Linked DNA regions of Mus musculus: regions 2, 3 and 4 are each linked to region 1. The links are chromatin contacts, called in public promoter capture Hi-C maps. All regions are on one chromosome and are shown on one strand. Each heading gives the region's core, a stretch centred on a gene start, on an enhancer-like site or on the middle of the called end of the contact. The rest is flanking DNA. Distances are from core to core; before and after follow the strand shown. Region 1 holds the start of Mbtps2 (membrane-bound transcription factor peptidase, site 2). Region 2 holds the start of Bclaf3 (Bclaf1 and Thrap3 family member 3). Region 3 holds the start of Map7d2 (MAP7 domain containing 2). Region 4 has its middle 330 kb from the start of Rps6ka3.

Evidence for each region. Promoter capture Hi-C pulls out the DNA fragments that hold promoters and counts their contacts.
Region 2: a contact with region 1 is called in a promoter capture Hi-C map of pre-B cells, with 3 times the contacts expected there. The contact joins the promoter of Bclaf3 here to the promoter of Mbtps2 in region 1.
Region 3: a contact with region 1 is called in a promoter capture Hi-C map of hippocampal neurons, with 3 times the contacts expected there. The contact joins the promoter of Map7d2 here to the promoter of Mbtps2 in region 1. A contact is called at or near these places in 2 of 39 promoter capture datasets (hippocampal neurons and pre-B cells).
Region 4: a contact with region 1 is called in a promoter capture Hi-C map of hippocampal neurons, with 21 times the contacts expected there. The contact joins the enhancer-like site here to the promoter of Mbtps2 in region 1. A contact is called at or near these places in 8 of 39 promoter capture datasets (the 3T3-L1 cell line, cranial neural crest, frontonasal cranial neural crest and 4 more), 6 of 484 Hi-C or Micro-C datasets (the N1E-115 cell line, cerebral cortex, cortical neurons and 2 more) and 7 of 115 datasets of contacts at active chromatin or transcription factors (SST interneurons, astrocytes, cardiomyocytes and 4 more).

The regions. Positions count from the first base shown.
Region 1 is chrX:157,595,012-157,601,251 of GRCm38.p6, reverse strand. It overlaps Mbtps2 (membrane-bound transcription factor peptidase, site 2), which reads left to right and starts at 2,537. Exons shown (of 11, transcript NM_172307.3): 1 at 2,537-2,756. The coding sequence starts at 2,682.
Region 2 is chrX:159,530,375-159,536,614 of GRCm38.p6, reverse strand. It overlaps Bclaf3 (Bclaf1 and Thrap3 family member 3), which reads right to left and starts at 3,947. Exons shown (of 12, transcript NM_001033472.2): 1 at 3,780-3,947.
Region 3 is chrX:159,411,835-159,418,074 of GRCm38.p6, reverse strand. It overlaps Map7d2 (MAP7 domain containing 2), which reads right to left and starts at 3,503. Exons shown (of 17, transcript NM_001081124.2): 1 at 3,183-3,503. The coding sequence starts at 3,378.
Region 4 is chrX:158,920,106-158,926,345 of GRCm38.p6, reverse strand. No RefSeq gene overlaps it. Among named protein-coding and RNA genes, the nearest start is that of Rps6ka3, 330 kb to the left of the region's middle. Within about 2 kb of position 2,410, at least 45 of the 459 cell types and tissues checked have an H3K27ac peak or open chromatin away from gene starts, as enhancers often do. A contact at or near this core is called in the N1E-115 cell line, SST interneurons, cerebral cortex and 2 more, where this site is marked.

The DNA.
Region 1 (6,240 bases), core at 1,288-3,787:
GTAAGTATAATTTTAACTTTTCATTTTGGCCAAATCCCTGTCATTTTTTTTGTTAGAGGGATTAAAAGATTTAACTATTTAAAATTTACTACCATAAATTAAAATTTAAAATTTAAAGTATAAAATAAAAATAAGCTTCCAAGTAGTAGATTTTGTAAGTATCTAGCTAGCATTCACACCTCAGAAATTCTCAAAGGTTAACACAACACCAAGAAAATATAAAAAGTTATGAATTCACAGGGTACTTGAATGTAAACATTTATAGCATATTCACCTACATTAAAAAAATCCAAGTCATTTATAAAAACACATAAACACATGTATACAAACAGAGGTAAAACAGAGTCACTTCTGAAGCCAGAGACATATTACCAAGTAATTAAAACGTAAGGAAAACTCTGTGCCCTGCGCCTGTCACTGAACGGACGATGTGCCCCCCCCTTTTTTTTCTAACTCCAGTGCTTGCTCAACAGCTTTGGCATAGAATACAATACCCCATTATGCCACAAGATCAAGGTGTTTACAGATTAGTAGTTCCATTTGAGTGAACCAAGTAAAAAGTCAGGCTATATAACCAAAAAAGAGAAATTGTTAGCAGGACTATACGTAAATAAGGCCTCCAAGTTCACCTATTCTTGAGAATCAAGGATAAGTTTCCAACTAGCTTCACTGTAGACAACGCCTATGGCTTGTATACTAGAACAATTTTCTACGTTGCTTTACAGAAACTTGAAGGCGACTTTAGCTACAAAACCAAAACCACTCTTTTTCAAGAGCCTATGGATAGCTAATAGATTATGTGAATCCCGGCTTCATGGTACAGGTGTACACCTGTAATCAATCCTAGCACTCAGGAATTGGAGAAAAGAGGACAAGTTTCCTCTGCTATGTAGAGCTTTAAGTCCAGTCTGGGTTACAGACTTTGTTTTTAAAAAGAGAGAATGCCGTATGGCTAGAGGGTGTAGCTCAGAGTATCAAAGTCCTGGGTCCTTAGGTGGATCTGTACTTGGGGACACAGAGATGGGACTGCGTTTAAAATGATACAGCCTTGGGTCTGTTTCACAGAGCTTCTCATTTAATTGGTCCAGGCTCCAGAAACCAGGGGGACTTTAAAGGCCCCTGGTGAAGGTACTGTGCAACCAAGGCTGAGAACTACACTTTAGTTCACTAGACAGATGGTCAGTGCTCCAATTTTTAAAAGTTTCATCTAACCTATTTTATAGGCCAGTAGATCAACGGAAAACCTGCAAGGGCTGTTTCTCTCATCATGTTGTCCCCCTGGGACTGACTCAGGTAGTCAGGTTAGGCAGCAAGTGCCTTTACGTGTTGAGCCATTTTTCCAGGTCTAGAACTCCAATATGTAGCAATAGCCCAAACCTCAAGTCTTTTTTTTTTTTTTTTTTTTTTTTTTCCGAGACAGGGTTTCTCGGTATAGATCTGGCTGTCCTGGAACTCACTTTGTAGACCAGGCTGGCCTCGAACTCAGAAATCTGCCTGCCACTGCCTCCCGAGTGCTGGAATTAAAGGCGTGCGCCACTACGCCCGGCTCCTCAAGTCTTAGATGAAAGTTTTTGTTTTTTTTTTTTAATCAACAGCCAGGTATTTTTGATGCACAACTCTTAAGTGCAGGTTAACTCTGAGAGTTCAAGGCCAGCCTACTCTGTATAGTGAATGCCAGGCTTGGATTGCATAGTGAGACCCTGTCTTAAAATAAAGACCAGTTATATAGACAAATCTTACAAAACAAAATGTCGCGCGAAATAATCCAGATTTTAACAGTGTGGTTCTATTTACGCAGAATTCAACATTAAAAATAAATAAATTAATTAATAAATCAGAACGGGGCAGGGGACAGAAATACGTAGGAAGGGAAACTAGAAAGAAATTCTCTGGATAGAAATGCTACGTATGGGGCTGGTGAGATGGCTCAGCGATTAAGAGCACCAATTACTCTTCTGAAGGTCCTGAGTTCAAATCCCAGCAACTGCATGGTGGCTCACAACCATCTGTAATGAGATCTGACTCCCTCCTCCAGAGTGTCTGAAGACAGCTGTAGTGTTCTCACATATAATAAATAAATAAATCTTTAAAAAAAATAGAAAGAAAAGAAATGCTACGTATTTCGATTAAGATATAGACAGATATTTAGTTTTCAAAACACCGAAATGAACAAATGAGGCCTCCATTACGATATTGCCGTGCATAAAGACGTTAGAACGAGACGTGATTAATTTAAATGTGGGTATGTACTTCTGACAATCCCAAACTCCGGCTATATGAAAAGCACAACAAACCGGAGATGGAAATCAGTGAGAAGGAAGGGCAGAGCGCAGAGAGGGTCAAGCCTCATGAGTCACAAGCACGCTGCCGGACGGACGACCCGAGCTTCGAGCATTCCGGAGCCCGAGCGTCCCAGGAAAAGAAGCCCGCGCGCTTTTTCCGGCATATGCACCAAAAAAAAAAAAAAAACAAAACAAAACAAAAAAAAAAAAAAAAAAAAAAAAACGGCTGAGTGTCCTCACCGGAAGGGTCCGGAGGGAAATGTTGCCACCGGAGCAAAGAACCCGGTAGCACTTTAGTTCCTGCGCGGATGCTGGAGCTGGAAGGCTCCGGGCGGGCGCACGGCTGACTGGGGCTCGCAGAAGCAGGCCGCCGGGGCCCGCCGTCCATCCGTCGCTACGATGATTCCGGTGTCGCTGCTGGTGGTGGTGGTGGGTGGTTGGACTGCCGTCTACCTGGCCGACTTGGTGTTGAAGGTGAGGGCCTCAGGCCTCAGGCCCCAGCCGGCGGAGTCCAGGGCTGGTGCGCATGGTCCTGTGTCGCCCAAGGCCTTTTCTCTTCCCCTTCGGAGTCTCCGCGCCGGGCCGGGAGCCGCTCCGAGCGCCCGCCGCGTCTGCGTGCGCTCTCCCGCGTGGCGCATCCGTCCGACCGAGTAAAGAAAGTAGGGCAGGCAGGCTGCGGGAGGGGAGGGGTGTGGCGGCCACCGCATTGCGGGCGCCGCCGGGTCCCTGCGGCTTTTGGGCTCCTTCCCGGGAGGAGTCTGGCGGGCTTGGGAGGCACGGCTCGAAGGAGGAAAAGAAACGAAAACTTCCGCTTAAGAAAATGCTTTGTGGTTCTTCTTTGTGCTAAGGTTAGGACCCGTGAGACGCTGCTAGTGTTGTGATAAACCGAAATCAGATTGTGACTTAAATCACTGGCGTCAAACTCGAAAGTACACAGGAGCATCGGTGGTTCTAGTTTAAATTTAGATTCTGATTTCGTCAGATCTGGGAGGAAAGCTAAGATTGTGTATTTCCAGCCAGTTTCTCTGGCCCACGGACGGACAGTGCTGACCCACAGGCGGTGCTTTAAAGTAGCAAGAATTTACATAGCCACATTTTCTGTTATTCAAATTCTATTTACACCCTACACTCCCTTTTTCACAGTGACCACACACACTCTGAGCACACAGTGCTTTTTTTTTTTTTGAGTGTTGTGGGTGCTGGAATCGTAAGAAGAAATTTCAAGAGTTTGTCTGAGCACGTGTTTCAGACATCCTTGGAATGGAGTGGGGGTGGGGAATACGAGCTTAGAAATTCCCAAGGGTTTGGAAATCACAATCATAAATAGTAAAACCTTCATGTTTGTGTTCTTTTAAACAAAATAACCTCGTGACACTTCGTCTTAGGAAACAATAAAATCAAATGGCACCTGTGCTTCTTTGTCATATTTAAACGTTGGTATGCCAGGCTATGAAGAGCGAGCTTAAGAGAGCTAGGCTCTGCCACTTTCTAACCTCTGTGACCTTAGGCAGATCGTTACTTGTGCCTCCATTTCTTGTCTTTAAATTGGGAAAGCAACTGAAAGGATCACCTGAACTTATGGAGAGGATTATATTATGCGTCCAGATAATATACTGTATCGGAGGTCCAAGGACCAACAACACTTGGATGATCTGGGCCCTTGTTAGAATGGCAGACTCTCAGGTGTCACCTCTGCCCTGTAAAATCACAGTCTGAAGCTTAACAAGGTTCCCCTGATCATTTCTCTGCACATTTGCTTGAGAATCACTAGTGCAGTGGACTTGGTTTTAGTGCTTAGCAGCACAGGCCACAGTGATTTGGTGATGGGGCTCAAGAGAAAAAGCGCATGATTTCTTCATGTTTCATATGTTAAAAAAAGAATCCCAGATAAATAGAACTCATCAAACTCATACAGTCGGTCGCAGGTCAAGTGAGTGAGGAGGATGTGGTTTTAATTTCTGGGGCATCCCCTGTGTTCATAAAAGCACCAGCTCCTGAGGCGTGGTACTGATTCGGTATCTGCCTAGGAATGGGAAGCAGCCTTGCCTGAACAAATGGATATGGCTGTTTTGTCTGCTTCTCTGTACATGTACACTGCATGCATTCAGTGCCCTCAGGGGTCAGAAGAAGTATTCCCTGGCACTGGAGTTACAAATGCTTCCTTAGCCACCATGTGAGTGCTGGGATTTGAACCTGGTCCTCTGAAAGAAAAGCCACTGTTTTTACTGGCTGAGCCTTCTTGCCAGTGCCTGAGAGCTTGGCTTTTCTGAACTTTTCCCTTCTCTTGATCCTGCTGTCTTACCCTTGGTTTTTGTAGCCCAGTAAACCTCTGCTGCACAGGTGTGCCAGTCGTCTTTTCAAGTCATAGAAAACAGGCAGGCTTAAAAAAATGCCATCAGAAGACAGTAGAGACAATTACAGATACTGGCATTCAAACTGTGGCCATTTCTTTATGATGGTAAAAGACCTGAAATAGCCTTTTAGGACGAATGCGCTTTTCCATACAGATGGCCAGCAGTTAGGACAGTATTTCAGTGCTTTCTGTAACTCCCTTGTTATTTATAGATCTACTTTAGCCAAGGACTTCAATTGATAAGAACTTTGTGATTGTTTATAAGTAGCCATCACCGTAACCCTTGGGGAAATTTAAGAGCTTCTACTGAGACCTAGAGGACATTGGGTAAATTTTCTCGTTTTGTCTGGTTTAACTTGAGGCTTGCTTAGATGAAAATAGAAAATATTGATTGAAAGTAAGCTACCTCTTCTGTTGAATTCTCTCAGAGTCTAAAAAATTATCTCAAAAGACCTGTTTCCTGTCTGTGGCAATGAAATAAGCGGGGCCGTCCACTGTGGTGGTTATTGGATGTGTGTGGCTATCTAGCGTTTGCAAAACCTTGTCTGACTAGAAATGTGCTCTGAGTGTCATTTTAGTTCCACATTTCAAAGACTACTAGAAATAAATGTCTCATTGTTCTTACATTGACTACACATTAAAATGATCGCTTGGATTTGGATATTTACAGATTACAAATATATGAAAACGAATCTTTCCTTTTTGTAAAGTTGGCTACTAGACAGTTTAAAATGATGTGGCTTGAAGTTTTGATGTACATATTTCTTATGGGCTTTATGGTTCTAAGCAGAGGTCAGGAGTGTTGGCGGTGGTGATGCTTTGGGTTTGGTTTTTCTTTTTTCTTTTCTTTTTCAAGTCAGGGTTTCTCTGTGTAGCCCTGGCTGTCCTGGAACTCACTCTGTAGACCAGGCTGGCCTCGAACTCAGAAATCCGCCTGCCTCTGCCTCCCGAGTGCTGGGATTAAAGGCGTGTATATCTATCACCTGTCAAGGTCAGGGTTTTTTTTTTTTTTTTGTGGGCTGGAATAGTAAGTTTAAAAAAATTATTTATCTTTATTCCTTAATCCTTTTTTATAGTCCAGACTTCATCCCCCCCCCCCCCCCGAGTCTGCCACCCCTTGACCACTCCCCATCCCATCCCCCCTATCTCCAAGAGGATGTCTCCACGCCACCACCACCACCCCACCAGACCGCCCCTCTCCCTGGGTCCTCAAGTTTCTCAGACCAGGCAGTCCTCTGCTGTATATGTGTCAGGGGCCTCATATCAGCTGGTGTATGCTGCCTGGTTGGTGGCTCGGTGCCTGAGAGATCTCAGGATCCGGGTCAGTTGGGACTGCTGCTCTTCCCATGGGGCCACCCTCCTCAGCTTCTTCCAGCTTTTCCCCAATTCAACCACAGGGGTCCCCAGCTTCTGTCCATTGGTTGGGTGTAAATATCTGCATCTAGCTCTTTCAGCTGCTGGTAGGGCCTCTCAGAGGACAGCCATACTAGGCTCCAGTCTGTAAACACCCCATAGCATCAGTAATAGTGTCAGGCCTTGGAGCCTGCCCTTGAGCTGGATCCCTGTCTGGGCTTGTCACTGGACCTCCTTTCTCTCAGGCTCTTC
Region 2 (6,240 bases), core at 2,698-5,197, 1.9 Mb before region 1:
GTCTACAGAGTGAGTTCCAGGACAGCCAGGGATATACACAGAGAAACCCTGTCTCAAAAAACAAACAAACAAACAAACCCCCCCCCAAAAAAAAACAAAAAATAAAATAAAATAACAAAGGAAGAAGGCCCAGGACGCTGCTTAATTAGTACAGTGTTTGTCTAGCATTCACGAAGCCATAAATTCAGTCCCCAGCACCATATAAATCAGTAGTTTTCAACCTGTGAGTCACAACCCCTTTAATGGACCTTTTCACAGAGATCCCCTAAGACCATCAGAAAACACAGATATTTACATTTTGTTTCCTAACAGTTGCAAAATTACAGTTATGGGGTAGCAAGGAAACTAATTTTATGTTGGGGGGATCACCATAACATAAGGAACTGTAGTAAAGGGTTACAGCATTAGGAAGGTTGAGACCCACTGGTGTAAACCAAGTGTGATGTACACATGCCTAAAATCCCAATATTTAAGATATAGAGGCAGATGATGAAAAATCTAGGTGATGCTCACTGAGTTTGAGGCCAGTCTGGACTAAGTGAGATCCTGTCACATGAAAAGAATGAAGGGAAGAAAGAAAAGTGATTTAGGGGCTGGTGAGATGGCTCAGTGGGTTAGAGCACCCGACTGCTCTTCCAGAGGTCCGGAGTTCAAATCCCAGCAACCACATGGTGGCTCACAACCATCTGTAACAAGATCCAATGCCCTCTTCTGGTGTGTCTGAAGACAGCTACAGTGTACTTTCATATAATAAATTAATTAATCTTTAAAAAAAAAGAAAAGTGATTTAGGTGTGGTGACATATGCCTATAATCCCAGAATTCCAGCACGAAGGAGGGTCAGGTAAAAGGACTATAAATTTGCGTCAAGTTGATCTAAATAAGACCCTGTGTCAAAAAACAAACAAAAAGGGAGCTATGTTCAATGTACACAGTATACACTATGAAAAACAACTTAAAGTTCAAACTTGAGTATGAAAGAGTATGGTGTAGGGCCAAAAAGTATCACTTAAGAGTCTTTGAAAATGAGTCCTTTTTTGGTTTGTTTGTTTGTTTGTTTGTTTTGCTGTTGTTATTTCAAGACAGGGTCTCACTCTATAGCTCTGGAGCTCACTATGTAGATCAGGATGGCCTCAATCTCACAGAGAGATCTATCTGCCTATGTCTATTCCTTAGTGCTGGAATTAAAGGCATGGCCCACTACACCTATTAAAACAGGGTCTTAGAGACAGGTGGATTTCTGAGTTCGAGGCTAACCTGGTCTACAGAGTGAGTTCCAGGATAACCAGAACTACACAGAAAAAGCCTGTCTTGAAAAAAAAATTAAATCAAGGTCTTAATAGTGCCTAGACTGGCCTCAAACTTCTGCTTCTCAACCAAACTTTGTCCCACATACCTGTAATCCAAACACTCAAGAGCCTGAGGCAAACATGAGCTAAGCAGTGGCATCCTGCTTGACAAAAAACTAAAACAAAAAACAAAAAAACTGAGGGCTAGTGATACAGCTAAACTGGTACAAAGTGATTACCTGGCATGTAGGAAATCCTGAGCTCAATTCACAGCACTGCAAGAAACACACACCTCACACATGATTTTGCAATCTTTTTGTCTTTACCTTTTGAGTTCTGGCAATACAAATCATGGCTTCAAACATGCTAGACAAGTACTCTACCAATGCTATTCCATACCTAGCCCCAGAATAGATTTCAAAAACTAGACCTTTTAGAAATATGTATGTCCTTGTGTGTGTGTGTGTGTGTGTGTGTGTGTGTGTGTGTGTGTGTATGCCCAAGAAGAGCAGAGAAATAGATCTTTTTCAGTAGCTCTCTACGTAACTTTTTTTTAAGACAGGAATCTTTTATACCACCTGAAGTTCACCATTTCAGCTTATCTGAATGGTTAGCCAGCCTCAGAAACTCTCCTGTCTGTTTCTTGAGAGCTGGAATTAGAGATAAATACTTTGCTGCTGGCTTTTTATTCAGGTACAAGGGATCTTAACCCCAGTTCTCATGATTCCACAGCAAGTATTACTGACTGGGCCATTTTCCCCAGCTCCAAAAGTTTACATTTAAAATTTTTGTGCTTCAAGATGCTTCTGTGCGCCGGGTGTTGGTGGCCCATGCCTTTAATCCCAGCACAAGGGAGGCACAGGCAGAGGCAGGTGGATTTCTGAGTTCGAGGCCAGCCTGGTCTACAGAGTGAGTTCCAGGACAGCCAGGGCTACACAGAGAAACCCTGTCTCAAAAAAACAAAAAAAAAATGCTTCTGTGCTCTGAAATTTTTACAAGAAAGTAAAACCTGCAGTAAGTAAGACAAAGTATGTGAAATATACTTTCATAAATGTCTCATATGACCCTAAAAGGTAAGACACACATTATAATCCCTTGTTCATTGCTGAGGAAATACCTTAGAAAAAGTTAAGTGATTTGGACAAGGTAATCAGATATAATTCAAGTAAGTCATAACTTCAAACTTTGTTCACTTAGAAAAACCCTTACTAACTTGTTTTATTTTTTTTAGAACACGGAGTAACTGGGAAGCTGAACTGCTATCAATAACCGAGGAAAATAAAACAAACATGACTGGCATGCACCTGCAACCCTGGCATTTAGGGGCCAGAGACCGGGAGTCAGAAACTCAAGGCTATCCTTGGCTACACTGTGAGTTCAAGACCATCCTTTCTTTAAAGACTCCCTTTTTTTAAAAAAAAGGAAGAAAAAAAGAAAGCCTCAACATAAATGAACAAACAAGCCTTTTAAAGTTTTGGACCTGTTCACATCTAGGGAAAAAGAAAAGTTTAAATATGCCAGGCCTGGCCACGCAGGCCTATAATCTACTCAGGATGGAGAGTGGGTACAAAGTTCGAGGACTGCCCAGCCTGACCAATAGAATGAGTTAAACAGCATCCTGTGTTGAGTGAGACTCTATCTCAAAAGGTACATAGCTCTACGGTGGAGTGCTTGCTTGCCATGGGGAAGGGCCTAGCTTTTCTTTCCAGGCTTATAAAAGAAAAGAAAAGTTAAAAAGGTAGCCTGACCGGAAGCCTCGAGGGCCCTATTTTCTCCTGGCCGTTTGGAATGTGTTCCAGAGAAGCAGTCACTCAAGGTGTAACTCAAAAAAAAAAAAAAAAACAAAACAAACAAAAAAAAAAAAGCATATTTCGAGGGCTAAGTTTCTCTAGGGCGGTCCTGACCGGTGGCCCAGTTGACTGAATTCCTCCCAGGGAGGTCTGCGCTAGCTAACTAGCCTTTGACCTTGTCCGCGGAGGATGCGGCTCCCGAGGCCAGAGCATCTTTGGCGGACAAAGCCGGGAGCATCGCTCCGCTCCGGAGGGCTCCGCGTCCTCGGGCTTCAGCCTCCCGGCACCGCCCCCTCCCTGGTCCCCGGGGACCCACGCGGCAGGAGCCTGGCGCCGCCACCTGCCCGCCGCCGTGGGCGGGCAGACCTGGGGGTTGGGGGGGGGGGCGGGCAGGTGCCCGAGCTGGCGGCGGCTCAGGAATAGCACCGGCGGGGACAGCCTCAGAACCCACCCCCCCTCAGGGCAGAGAGCCAAGCGGGCGCGCCAAGGGAGCCTGAGCCTCGAGGGGCGGCAGCCGCTTAGGGAAGGCGCTGGCCCCAGCGTGAACCGGAGAAGGGATGAGGTCCCCGGAGAAGCCAAGTCCGCCCGCAGTCCCGTTCCCGCCCGCCACCGTGAGAACCGCCACTCGTGGGCGAAGGACACACCCTCCCTCCTTCCCAGGCTCGGGCTTCCTCACTCTGCCCACTCCCCGGACCGCTCACCCCTCAGAGAAGTCGTCACCAGAGCCCGTCGCTGTCGCTGTCGCCGTCGCCGAAGCCTCCGCCGCTACAGCCGCCGCCGCTGTTGCTGCTCCCTCACCGCCTCGCCCGTCGCGCAGCTCCCGCCTCCTGCTCCAACCAGCACCCAGCTCTCCCCGCGGGCCGGGACCCGGAACCACTTCCTTCCGGAATGGTCTGGTCCCAACCCCCTCTGGCCCCGCCCACAGTGTCCGCCTCCCGCCCAAACTTGCCTTCAAGGAGGAGAAGCTCGGGTCCAGCCCCGCCCAGACGGCGCCCGCGGGCTCTCTAGCGCCCTCTGCTGGCTGCGCTCTCCCACGGTTCCCTGAGAGACTAAAGTGCGCTCGCGAGTTGATCTGGCTAGAAGGAAGAGAAGCACCCCAGGTGGTGCAAGTCTGGGACTCTGGAGTTGAGGATCGCGGCCTAGAAGTCAGCCCTCAACTTGGTTCCCTTGATCTTCCTGCCTTGTGTGCAGTATCCGCAGATAGAGGCAGAGGTATCGGCCAAGGTTTTTTTTTGTTTTTGTTTTTGTTTTTTTTTTTTTTTGGTTTTCGAGACAGGGTTTCTCTGTATAGTCCTGGCTGTCCTGGAACTCACTTTGTAGACCAGGCTGGCCTCAAACTCAGAAATCTGCCTGCCTCTGCCTCCCGAGTGCTGGGATTAAAGGCATGCGCCACCACTGCCCGGCTAGCGTCTAGCTCTTTATGTGGCCCATCTATATATCTGAGCCTGCTTCTCCTTGACCTCTGTCCCCACCTATTTAATTTGCAACCAATCATCCAACTTTTCACCATTTCCCATAGCCTCAAATGAAGGGTCTGCTTGGAAAACGGGACCTTCTGAGCTTTCCAAATGGGTTAATGGTCCCAATAAATACCAACCCCTCTCTGCTCTCCTCTCTTTTATATTTTCTTATTTTCTTCTCTTTCTCCTTTCTCTCTACCCTCATTTTCCTCCTCTTTTGTGCCTATAGTGCTCTGTTTGTATGTCCATGTATACTTCCCCTGTGTGGGGTGTGGGGGGAGGTCAAAGGGCAACCTCAGGTGTCATTCCTTGAGAAGGATTGTCCACCTTTGTTTAGGGTGACAGGGTTTCTCACTGGCCTGGAACGTTCCAAGTAGGCTAAGCTGGCTGGCTAGCAAGTCCCAGGAATCTGCCTAGCTCTGCCTCCCCACTACTGGAGTTCCAAGCATGTGCCACCATGCCTGTCTCTTTTTACACAAGGTCTAGGGCTCTGACTCAGGTCCTGATCCTTGCAAAGCAAGCACTATAGTAATAAATCTATCTCCCTAGGATCGCCACCCCCCCACCCCCATTTATCACTCTCTGCCTGCTGTATCTAGAGGGAACCCAGGACCGTGCACTCGGTGTGCAAGCATGCTAGCAAGAAGCTCTCATAACACACACAAACACATACACAACTGCAAAAGAAGGATTTGTTAGAGTAGGACCCACATTCGATCCTGGATAATCCAAACAATGACTATTGGCCCCCGGAAGAAGCAAAACTACGTTAGCTATGCAGTCCAAGAAAGCTGGAAGTCTCAGAAGAAGTGGCATCTGTAATTGCCTACAAGCTTCTTAGAGAGTCTCTGTGTGAGTTAGTGTTGAGACGCTAAAGACTCTGGAATCTGGTGGCCACAGAACATGCCGTGGCCATTAGACGTATCTGCTGAAGAAGTATAAAGCTTGCACACGCTGGCTAGGAATCTTCATTTCTCCACCTTTTTTCCTTTGGAGCCCCAGGCCTATTGGGATGTTGCCACCCACATTCAGAACAGCTACATTCCCCCTCAATTGCTCTCCTGCATGTCAATCATCTCTGACAACACCCCCACAGATACACCCAGAAGTGTGTCACTAGGCATCTCAATCTAGTCAGGTTGACAGATCATGACAAACACATTTTAAGCTACCCACAATCCCACTATTCAACTGCCTTACAGGGAATACAAATGATAGGAACTGCTTCTTCAACTTGAGTGTATATCAGACTCACACAGAGGCTCTTCTTGTTGGGGCCTACCTCCAGAGTTTCTCATTTGGGGACTTTACATTCACTCGTGTTTTTCTTTTCTTTTCTTTTCTTTTTTAGATTTATTTATTTATTTATTTATTATGTGTAAGTACACTGTATCTGTCTTCAGATACACCAGAAGAGGGGGTCAGATCTCGTTATGGGTGGTTGTGAGTCAGCATGTGGTTGCTGGGATTTGAACTCAGGACCTTCAGAAGAGCAGTCAGTGCTCTTAACTGCTGAGCCATCTCTCCAGCCCCACTCGTGCTTTTCATTTACTTGTGTTTTTCATTTACTATTTTTATTGTAGTGCTCGGAATTGAATCCATAGCTCTGTGTATATTATAAGGAAGTTATCTACTGCTTAGCTATCCCCCTCAACCCCTGAATCATATCTTTGAACAAAAGCATTAATATACAGTGTATGGG
Region 3 (6,240 bases), core at 2,254-4,753, 1.8 Mb before region 1:
TCCAGGACAGCCAGGGCTTCACAGAGAAACCCTGTCTCGAAAAACAAAAACACAACACAACAAAGCACAACAAAACAAAACGAGACCCCCCCCCACCCCTTTCTTTGGGCTGGAGAGATGGCTCAGTGGTTGAGAGCACTGACTGCTCTTCCCGAGGTACTGAGTGCAATTCCCAGCAAGTACATGGTGGCTCACAACCATCTGTAATGGGATCAGATACCCTCTTCTGGTGTGTCTGAAGACAGCTACAGTGTACACATATAAAATAAATAAATCTTAAAAAAAAAAGGCCAGCCCCCCTTCAGAAAGCTATATGTAGTATACATGCCTGTAATCCCAACACTGAGAGGACTAAAGCAATAGGTATCCCCCTCAATTCAAGGCCAGCCTAGGTTACATAGTAAGTTGGGCTACATAGAAAGTAAAGGGAAGGGGATGGGGATAAGGAAAAGGGGGAAAGAAAGTGAAGAATCCCTCCTTAGGGGGAAGAAGACTATCAAGTTTCCCTCATATGTAGAACCTAGATTCAAAACTACCCGTGTAAAGAACATGAAAACTGGGATATTTGCGAAGGTGACCAGTGAGGTGGGAGGAAGACAAGGGAGAGTGATCAGGAATATGAAATGTCATAATGGAACCTGCTTTTCTGTACACTAACTAAAAAACACAAGTTAGAAATTAAGAATGAGACTAAGTGGTCAGGGTGCACGCCTTTAATCCCTGCATATGGCAGGCAGAGGCAGGAAGATCTGAGTTCAAGGCTAGCCTGATCTACAGAGTGAGTTCCAGGGCAGCCGGGGCTACACAGAAACCCTGTCTCGAAAACCAAAAAGAGCTCAGCAGTTAAGAGCACTGACTGCTCTTCGAGAGTTCAATTCGCAGCAACCACATGGTGGCTCACAACCATCTGTAATGGGATCTGATGCCTCTTCTGGGGTGAGAGAAGACAGAGCACTCATATACATAAAATACATGAACAAATAAATCTTTAAAACATTAAACATGGGACTGGGAAGAAAGCTTAGTGAGTAAAGTCCTTGCCATGCAAGTACTAAGCTCGATCGCAGACCCCATGAAAAAGTTCAATATGGTAGAATGTGCTTGTAAGCTAGCACTGGGGAGCCTGGAAAAGGTGGGTCCTTGGGGCTCCTTGACAAGCCAGCATGACCAAAACCCTGAGTTCTAAGCCAGTCAGAGACTTAGCTTCAAAAAAACCAAATGGAAAGTGCCTGAGGAATGAGACCTAAATTGAACCTGTGAACTCTACAAGCTCATCCCCACACAGCCACAGGAAACTGCAACTCACAAGTATACACACAGAAGAAAAACAAAACTTTAGTCAGAAATGCTGGTGATGGGAAACGGGAACATGAATTCATGCCCAATATGGGTTATATAGCATCACATAAACCTGTCTCCATCCCATCCCTGTTGAAATAAAGTTTAAAAAAATCCGTTTTCTTTCACACAACTATTAAGAATGACCTCTAAATGGTTATAACAGGCTATATATTTAAAACCTAGAATTATTTTAGGAATTCCAAAATAAAACTAGTGTCCACATTGCAACTGAGCAATAGGAAAAAGAACTGCCCCCTAAATTCCTTCAAGTTAATTAAAATCCCAGATAAACTGGACATCCGACAATACAGCCCTTTCTCTACCACAAGAAACATCAAAATAATCTATTATTTCAAATCCCCACCAAACAAAAATGTAAACTCAAAAAACATCTAATGTTTTACTGCATGGAATCCCCTTTACCACAGAGAGCAGACTCCGATGTGTGGGTTCTGGGTTCTTATCAGATATGGCCTTTCTCAAGCAAAAGGAATGAAAATATAAGTCTAGACTTAAAGGGCAGGTATTATCACTATCCTGTAATGTCTTACTAAGTTGTGCATTTAATAACACACGAGAACACAAACTAGAAATCAATTTAGCCTTCCTTTCCCTTCTATGAATGATGCAACAGACAGATCAGTAAGATAGTCCCCTCTATCCCAACAAAAAGAACTGTTCAAGTGACTAAGGCAGCATCTTCAAGCTGGTCATGCTGACTTGAAGGCTCACGGGAATCCAGATCAACGTAAGGTAAAGAGCCAGATCCTGTCTCAAAACGAAGAAACACATAAACAACCCACACGCCCGTTCAGTTGATGTCCTTCCTCTTTCCCCCTCCACCATATAGGAAATACTCCACGATGCGATAATTCCCAAATTCTACAAATTGTGTGAGGGTTTATTTTTTTCTTTTCGTTCGAATGTTAAACTGCAATGAAAGATGGAATATAGAATTAGTTCTCATTATTAACATTTAAAAAAAATGTCGCCAGGAAAATTGGAATGAAATGCTTTTCCTCACTGCGTATACCTCCGCACCACCTGCAAGTACACAGAAGGTTAGCCCCAGAACCAGAAGACGCAGGCGCTTATCACGTTCTTCCCAGCGTCCTCACCATGTTCCGTCCCCTTGGGCAGAAGGAACAGGGACCCACATCCCCACACCCCTTGGCGACAGCTCTCAGCTGCAGTCCCGTGGGCTAGAACACTCAATCGCCACGCAGTCACGTACCAGAAAGGGCAGCGGCAGGGGCCAGACGCCCCAGTAGGGAAACCACTACCTCAGCGACTTCAGGGGGGGGGAGGGGTCGTCGTCTCAGCAGTCGCGTGTGGCCCTGCTCCCTTTATGAACCGTCGCTGCCCCCGCGGGCGATGCGACATTATTTTCCCAACCCCGAGAGGCCAAGTAAACCGCAAAGCTGGGCCACCTTGGTGGCTGGCTGTGGCTTCCCCGTCTGCGCGCCTTAGGATGGAGGGTGGGAGCCAGCGAGGCAGCGAGCCAGCCGCAATCCCTGTAGTCCAAACACCTCAGCGGGCCCCCGCACCCACAGGGTCGCCATCCCGGAACCCCCTCCTCCGGTGCCGAGCCATACCTCGGGGACAGCCGTGGCCAAGGATACCCGCTCCTCCGCTCTCCAGCCACCCCCCACAAACTCGCCCACGCAAACACGCCAAGCCCGAGGGGACCCCGCCACCTGCCGAAAGAGAGACGCAGCCTGAAGTCCCCCAGGGCAGGTTGACCTAGGCCCCCGGAAAGGGCGACCGGGCGACAGCCCTTGGCCGCCCCGCCCCCCCCGGGGGTCCTCAGCGCGGCCTGCCCAGTGCTCCCCGGCCCTTACCTGCGGACCGCGGGGTGGACTGGGAGGCTCTCCCGGAGGCCGCTTCCGCGGACTTGGCCAGCAGCAGCGACAAGCCCTTGGCAGCCCCTTCCGAGGGGACTCCGGCTCCTCCGCCACCGCCACCGCTGCCGCCGTACCCGCCGCCGCCGCCGCCGCCGCCACCGCCGCCGCCGCCGTTCCCACCGCTGCGCTCCATCGGGATGCGCGGGCTGCACAGGCGCACTGTCTGGCCCGCCCGCTGTGTCGCACCGGCCCCGCGCGGGTCCGCATGCGCACGCGGCCTCCCACCTTGCGCGCCGGCCTCCCTCTGCCCGGGCTCGCCGCACCGGACCCTCCCGCACTCGCCGGTGCGTCACTGCTCAGCCGGCGCAGGCGTGCGCGCGCCAAGGGACCGCACGGGCTCCGCGCTCCCGGCTCGCAGCCCCTCGGGCTGCTGTGAAAGGCGCACCCGGGGCGCCGAACGTGCGCGCGCAGTGTCCGCTCCACAAGTCCTCACGGCTCAGCATCCCCAGTGTCCGCACACACCACACCTGGCGCGCTTCTTCTTAAGAGTTTACAAAAGGCTTCTTTGCACACTCGGTTTAAACACGCTTCCACACACTCGTGCACACATCCACTTAAAGTTTCTCACACACCTTGCACACATCTGACGCGCGCGCACGTGTTCACACTGTCTCTCTGCACAAAAACAGCCCTGCAGCTCCTAGTGCCCGTTCATAGCTAGGTTTTCTGGTTGTCACCACATGGGCCAGTGCCACATGCATGTGCAGATGCCATAGGGCCATAGGATCCATTTTACCGCAATGAGGTTTCAGTTCATTTCTTTCTTTCTTTATATATTTGCCAAATATTCATCCTATAAAATAATGCATTTCATCATCCATTTTCATATGTCTGTTATGTGCTTCAAGAGGGTGGTAGTGACAATTTTTCTGGTGTTTGTTTTGTTTTGTCTGTTTTATGTTTTGTTTTTCAAGACAGGGTTTCTCTGTGTAGCCCTGGAGGTCCTGGAACTCACTCTGTAGAACAGGCTGGCCTCGAACTCAGAGATCTCCTGGCTGTGGCTCCTGAATGCTGGGATTAAAGGCATGTGCCACCACTGCAGAGCTAGTGGGGAGTGATTTTGAGACAGGGCCTTATAGTACATCCCAGGCCTGGTCTGGCCTCTAACTCATGACAACCATCCTGTCTCAGTCTCTCAAGTCTTGGGATTACAGGCATGAGTTACCACAGCCAACCTTATCCTGCCCTTTGATCATATTGTCACTCTCATCACCCTCTTTTGTCCTCTCCTCTCTCTCGCCAGACCCTTTCCTCTTCCCTAAAAATCTCCTTTCTATTTCCCCATCATATACGTGTGAGCTTTAAATACAATTTTAAAATGTAGATTCTGCGTGTCCTATGTTCGTTTTGATTTGTGCAGTCTCATTCTGTAGCTTAGGCTGGTATGAAATTAGATTGATAGCTCTCAAGCTCTGGAGGCAATCAAGTCTGATGCCCCAGCCTCCAGAGTGCTAGAATTAGAAAAATAAAGAACCATGCTGGACTTAGATTTGTCTTTTTGTTTATTTGTTTGTTTGTTTGTTTTAGGGATGAAGAGGAAATGATCCCATGTAGCCTAGGCTGGCCTTGAACTCACTATGTAAAAGAGACCTTCTGCTCCAGCCTCCTGAATTCTGAGATTCAAGGCCTTCACTACTATGCTTGGCTACATTTTTTTTTCTTTCTGAGTCTGACTTACTTTGCTCAACACGATCTCCATTTTCATACATTTTCCAACAAATAACCTAATTTTTCTTCTTTATGGCTGAATTAGACTCAATTATGTATTTATACCATCTTTTTTATAACCATTTATTCTACGAGTTATTATAAATAACTCACAGTAAATATAAGTGCCACAGTAAACATAAGTGTTCAAGTAACTTTATTGCATGCCCACTTTGATCCTGTGGGTACATACCTAGCAGTGGTATAGCTGGGTCGTATGGTAGTTGTACTTTTAGCTTTAGAAGACCCTTGTTGCTAACATTTGGAGTGTAGTCTCTTATTAACACTCCTACCTGTGATGTGTAAAGGATATTGGTCCCCATGTCCTCGCCATTTCATCTTTCTTTCTTGATATTTGCTCTGACTGGAGTGATATGTAATAGCTAAGTAATTTTGTTTGCGGATCTCCCACCTCCCTGGGGTCTCATCAAGCACAAATTGTACCGGTCACACACTTTACCAAGCTCTCCCTGTGCATGTGAAACCCGACTTATTTTTCCCTTAACAAATCCTGCTGTAAAGAGCTTTGTGATTTCCTTTGATCCCGTTTATCAATTCTTTTGTTAGTTTTTGTTTTGTTTTGTTTTTGACACTGGGTAATTGTAGGGTTGTTCTAGATTGCGCAGTATTTCCTAGGCTGATTTGGAATCCTCCTCACTTTGGCTTTGAAATTCTGGATTTATAGTTGTGAGCCACCAAGCTTGGCTCTTGCCTCTGGAGTAGGGGGTCAAAGAAGATTATGAGATATTATTTCCTTTTCTCTAGCCATGAACATTTATTATGGTTTCAAAAACATACTGAAGGGGCGAGAGGTATAACTCAGTAGTAGACTGCTTACCTGCATGTGTGATGTGTATAGGCCCCAGGGTTGATTCCTAAGAGAGAAAACAATAAAAACAACCATGGTGGACAGGCCTGGTGGATTATGATTAAATCCCATCAATAAAGAGGCAAAGGAAGGTGAAGTTCTGTGAGTTCAAGGCCACCCTGTTCTACACAGTGAATTCCAGGCCAGTCAGGGATACCTAGTGGGAACCCCAAATCTTGCACGCGCCCGACTCGACCAGCAAGAAAGACGCTGCAAGCCCAGAACTGGTGCTGCTTATATAGGCCTAGGAGAGGTGTGTCTCACACCCGGATTGGTTATGCACTATGCCTCATTTGCATGTTCCTCATCTGATTGGCTACTCTCTCTCAGTACCTCACAGAACCTCATTAACATACCTCATTTGCATGTCTCACATCTGATTGGTTATATTCTCAGTACCTCATTAACATGCCCGGGCCA
Region 4 (6,240 bases), core at 1,161-3,660, 1.3 Mb before region 1:
GAAGAGGAAGATTTTTTTAAAAGACATGACTGAAACTCTTGTTGTTCACAGTTATGCAGGAGTGAGTTTAGTTCTTTTCCACAACAAATGGGGACAAATAGCTACACTTATGGCCAGGGGAAAACCAGATATAATTTCTTAAAGGCACAATCAGCAGACAGACACACCACATTTATTCGTGACTCCCCAGACAGTCACTCAATAGCATGTTATTCAATAGAAGTGATGCGTTTAATTTTCTTGGCCAACCCCTAACTAAATTACTGTCACTGTTTGCAGAAGAATTTACTCATATTGGCTAACCTGGGGTGGGGCCAGCTTCAAGCAAATCACTGAAGGTGATGGCACATGGTTCCTTCATGGACATTCAGATTTCAATGGCAAAAGAGAATGACTGGGTTTTGAGGAGAGAAGAAAAGAAATGACTTACTTCATATAATATACAGTTATCCCTCTTTTAAAATGAGGACTTGAAAAAAACCCAAAACAAAACAAAAAACAACCTTACAAGTGACCACCCTGGCTGCTTGTATAAAAAAAAATGTGTAGTGCTCAATAATGTTAAGCAGTTGAACTTGGACTAACTTCATGTGTTTGATAAATGACAATGTCAATCTTTGAACTGCAAGGTTCCTTTAGCTCTAACAAATTATGAAAATTCCCCTGAAACAAATATGGGGACCTACATTGAACACACTTGTATACTCTATATAGAAAATAGATGGACAGTTACTTGTGGGTATGGCTTGTGATAGGAGCTCCCAACTTCAGGGGCTTTCTCCATTGTATCAAGTCATGTCAGGCACAAGATAGGTTTATATAAATGGGGTAGGTATTACATAAACGTTGACTATAACTGTTTTTAATGGTTTGGTTTATAACACACTTTTATTTGATACATTTTGAGTAACTGAGTTGTATAATATATAGGAAACTTATTACAGTTTTGATTATATTCATATTACTGGAATGCTTAACATTGTAGTTTTAGTATTTTGGTTGCTAGCCCTCCCAACAGTTGCACTGGTATTTTAAAATGCATTGGAATGACTTCGGTCTAAATCAGGTAGTTCTTCAAATGCATCACTAGGTGGCAGCAAAGCTTTAATAAAATCAATTCTCAGCCCCTTGTGGAGCACACAGTATTTCCTTTTGTCTTCTTTATTACACAACCTCATTGCACCAACAAAATATTATTATCATTAACATTGATAGTGGCAGCTACAGCAAAGGCAACTGACCAAGATGTCCAAAACATGACACACTAAACACAATTCAGCATTAAGTGTTACAAAGTTGTTGCAAAAGACTTTCGAAATTATTAGTCAAATAGGCTGAAAGCATTGTCACTGAACTTAAAGCCAGCTGCCACCTTCCCACACTTATGTAAGAAATAGTTCCACAGGCTCCTTGAAGAAGATCTGTGGGGCCTTAGTTGTACAGTGTGTGACTGCCACAAAGGGAACCTCTGAATAATTCATGAAGAATTGTTATTTTCTTATATTGTTTGAGATGGAAGTCGGCTGCAGGTCTATAGACAATGACGCAATTACAGTGTTTAATGTCCCTTTGGGAGAGTTTCTATATTCCATCTTTGTATATACACTTGGCATCTTTCATTTAGAATGAATGGGTTCACTTCTTTCTTGTTTGAGAAAAATCCTCTTCCCCAGCAGAGTCCTAGGCTTTCTTTCTCTGGTGATTCTCACATCAGCTACACTTTCCATTACATTCCTGTCAGCAGATATTCCCAGCGGGGTAGGGGCTGCACATAGCTGGGATTTCCCTAATCGAGATGCCCTCCTGGCTCCTGAAATTGGTGGTTTTAACTAGCCCTTCTATTGTGAACAATGGATCCACACTCCCCTTTCTTTCTCTACTTTGCTTAAGCATTCCTGGATTCTTCCCCCTTACACTCCCCCTTCGTATCTACCTCCCACCCTTCTTTATCTCCTGCATTCTTTTTCCTCCCTCTCTCTCACTTAAAATTCTCCTAACGTCCTTTCTACCATGCAGTGCAATCTTAACCATCTAACAAAAGACCGTATAACGTAAATTCCATTTCAGAAATGGGAGGAGTTTTCTTGCATACTAAACAAGCATTTCCTATCTTGGTAGGAAAACAACAAAACATTTTCCCTTGGAAGCGCTGCTTAATCACGGCTATCAGCATCGCCTCAAGCTGAATGTGCATCCATCGAAGGCAAAACACAGCCCAGTGCAGAAGTGCAACAACCTACTTTAAGATCTGCACACATCACGTGCGATGAAAACGGATTTCGTTTCTAGGCTCTTCCCCCACCTTTAAAAAAAATTCTCCCTTATCACGATTCCTTTCTAGGTGGAGGAGGTTCCACCTGCCCACTCACTGCGTAAACCAAATCTGTGCCTGAAAATTAGACTCCTTCCAGTGTGGTCAGAATCAGGTAACAACAGCTGAATTCAGTTCACCCCATGCCTTCTTTGCTTTCCACTGAGCAGTGAAGTGTGAAGGCTTATCTAAGGAGCAGGAAGGGAGAATTTGGGTTACCCATTTGTGTGTGTGTGTGTGTGTGTGTGTGTGTGTGTGTGTGTGTGACAGGGTTGTCCTGCTTTGTGCCCATTAGTCATTAAACGCATACTGCCCAGGCAGTAAAACAAAAGCTATTCTCGGATAAGTACGAGGCTTAATAAAGAGTTGAAGGAATTTCAAAGAAGGAAAAATGTTTCTGTATTCCCTGGGGGCTACATGGTCTCTGCTGAGTATTTTGATTTGGGGGTACATGGACGTAAAACCTAGCAGATTGTATTCTATACCTGCGTGCTCGCTGGCAGGCACAAAATGTACGCTGTTAACTACAGACGTCTGGGTTTGCTTCTCCCGAGGGGCTGATGGAAGATTCACCAGCACGTGGGTGAAGCAGCAGCCTTGTGATCTGGCTTCCCAGCCTCCGAGCCGCCTTCCAGCTGCCTTATGTAATGTGATCTGTTTGCTGATGGGAGCCTGATTAGTTTCTGGGTGGGAACTGCAAAACCTGTGCACAGTCCCCGTGAGTGCTAGACTCCGCCAGCCTAGTTGAGTTTGTATTTGTCAGGCAAGCAAGGGGTTAAATGGAGCCACACTAAGGGTATGCACGTGGGTGCACAGGGAGGCCAGGAATGGTGTGGATGAGTGATAGAGGCAGTTGAAGTAGTCCGAATAAGAGCAGCATGTGGGTGGTGGAGAGGGAGAAAGAAAAGCCGGGGAAGGGCTTTAGGGAGGAAAAGCAGTCGCCACCAAGCAGCTAACCGTAGATCATTGGCATGCATTCCTTATCAAATGAGAGCAGGACACAGAGACTGAAATCAAGCTGAGCAGAATTTCTAATAGAACTGGCTGACCTTTCAAACGAAGTACTTAAGTAAAGATGGGCAGCACATGGCAGGACTTTTTACAAGGAGGCAAAAAGTGGGCAGCTCAGAGTTTCAGGTGTACTGTATTTAAACAACACATCTCATTGGTTTTGAGTCAAAATACTTTAAAAGTACCCCTCAAGCCACATTTAGTGCCTCAAGCCTGTAATCGTAGCACTCGAGAGGTCGAGGCAGGAGGACTGGTGGTAGTGTGCAGCCAGCTTGGGCTATATAGTGAATTTCAGGCCAACCTAAATTATACCAGGAGACCCTGTCCCTCCAGGTAACTTTATTTGCTCTGGAATTCTTTTTATCGTCCCAAGTTGAGGGGACTGCATGCTGTTTTGGTAGGAGTTTAATATAAATAGCCAAAGTTTTTTTTACACTGTTATCCTTTGAGAGTTGTTTTATTTTCACATTTCTATAAATATGTTCAGCAACAAGGTTTTTGGAGAGCTCCCCAAGAATTTCGCTTGTGAAAGTCTCCATGAGAATTAAAAACAAGTCCCTGTGGGTTCTCCATAACCGCTAACTTTAAGACTAAAAAGTTACATTAATGAGTTCTCTATAAATCTTCTCTCCGTCGATAAAAAATTCTTTTTGGTATGGTAATTTTGTTTACTTCTCTCAAGAGTCAGTCATAATCAAACTTGACCAGCAGGGGGCGAGCGTTCACAGAAAATGCAAGTAGTCCCTGCTCTGGCTGATTTGCCGGATGGAAGAAACAGGTTTTATTCTGAGGTATTTTCAGTTCAAATTCAAGTTCTAGAACTTTGATTTATTATTAGCTTCTCTTACTTGGGGAGAAGGGAGGAGAGAAAAACAGGTCTGTCTGCTACCCGTGTGTTCTACCCCCAACTTTAGGGAAGGGCTCAGAAACCGCAAGTTTTCAGTAGAGTCAAACAGGCTGGATCGTGCATGAATCTGAGAACACAGGCTCCAGTTTTCCTAAAATGACAAATCGCCTCCCGTTACTCAAGAAATCACAAAAGATTCACACCCACCCTTTCTTCCCCCGAGCTTTGTCCTTCTGCGAGTGATTTGCAGTCCCAGACAAGTATTATATAATGATGAGGCAGAGAAGCCTGAAGCTTAGTCTTACTGCTTCTTTCGCAGAAAAGACATTTAAAAAGAAAAAAAGAAAAACGATTATAACACCATCTTAAATGTTTCCGAGACAAACGTTTCTGCCAAGTGTTGGAAGAGTGGGGCATTAGTGTATTAGTTGTGTCCATTTGCCATGGTCCAAGGGAGCAGTTTGAAGGGAAAGATGGAAAGATACAACTTGCGGGTGAGTGGGAAAGGGCCTGCAGTTCCAGGACATCTGGCTCTGATCCCGGCTGATTTAGCTGGCTGAGTATTCTTGAATTCCTTCCCTTCCTGGTCTTCAGTTTTACAAGCTGCAAATGATGACACAATGCCTTCCAATCTAACATGTTACCCTTCTCTCTAGAATAAATGTAGATGACATTGTTTATTTGACTTCTTTCCAAGAACACAGCAACATTCGACAACCAAGACAACATTGTTCAGGATATTATGGTATTTCAAAAATCCCCAAAGTACTTTGTATTTCACATTTCTGCAAACAGTGTCACTATTTATCAACAATTTCCTTAGTGTTTTTATAGCAATTATTGTCTGAGTAATTCTCTCTGGGGAATCCTAGTTAGGTACTGTGTGGTATGGAAAAGCCTTCAATTTTTTTTTTCTTTTTTTTCTTTTTGCTTCTTTTCTTTCTTTTCTTTTTGGGGGATGGTGGTGGGGAGACAGGGTTTTGCTGAGTAGCTCAGGGTGGTCTTCATGCCTCTACCTCTTGAATGATGTGATTATAGGTCTGTGCTACTCTGTCCCCAGCAGAGCTTTTGATCCCTACGATGCAAGCATCTTTGGGGATTACAGTGAGACTTCAGTGACTTGATGTTAAGCACACAGTAAGCTGGGATATAGGAGCTCTTCAGTACTATTAGTGCTGTTAGTGTTTGTCAGCACTGCTAAAAGATCCAATGCACACAGTTGATTAAAAGGGGTTCATTTTTTTTTAAACCTCAAAGACCAATACAATATTTAGCTCTTTTGTTCACATATTTACTAACTGAGGAACTTCAGAATTTCAAAAAATCTGCAGGGGGATTTTTTTCCCCCCAGAGACACTATCCTGTCTTGGAAAAATCATCTTATTAAGGTGAAATTCTGTGGTTGTTGGCATAGCTTTGCAGCCTACAGGGGCAGTGTGAGGAAGCTTTCATTGTCCAGGCCAGAGAAAACAAAACATGACTGAAAAATGATCAAAATAACAACAGCAGCAGAAATGTAGGCTTAGGTTTAGATCACAGATCTGCCTTTTATTTGCTGTGTGACCTTGGAAATATTGCCCCTTCTATTATTTCTTATGTCTCTTTTAGTGCGTGTTGCTCAGCTGAAGGGAGAAAAGAGAGACTTACTGACAAAAACCAGTGAGAGGCAACACCAATACCACGCAGCTCTGCTAAACTTAGCCCACAGGGTGAAGCAGCCTGATTGAGCATGTGTGTCCCAGGGATGGGGCTTTCTGTTTTTAGCCCTCTGACCATATGCATATGCAAATGCAAAGAAAGCCCTGGTGCCCTGCTCACTGCCTCCAGTACTCAGTTTAAATTGCTGCAGGATGCTTTCTTTAAACACCTGTGACTCTGCCTGACTCCTTCTCTGTCGGAGGGATATGGCTAGCTCATAATCAGAGCAAATTCAGTGTGTGACATTTAATGTTTCTCTTGCCACAACAAAACAGCTTTCAACTGATGCAGGTTCCAGTGTGGGTGAAGAAAAAAAAATTCTCTCTCTCTCTCTTTATTTTTTATTTCTTATTATTTTTTTTGTTTGGGGTTT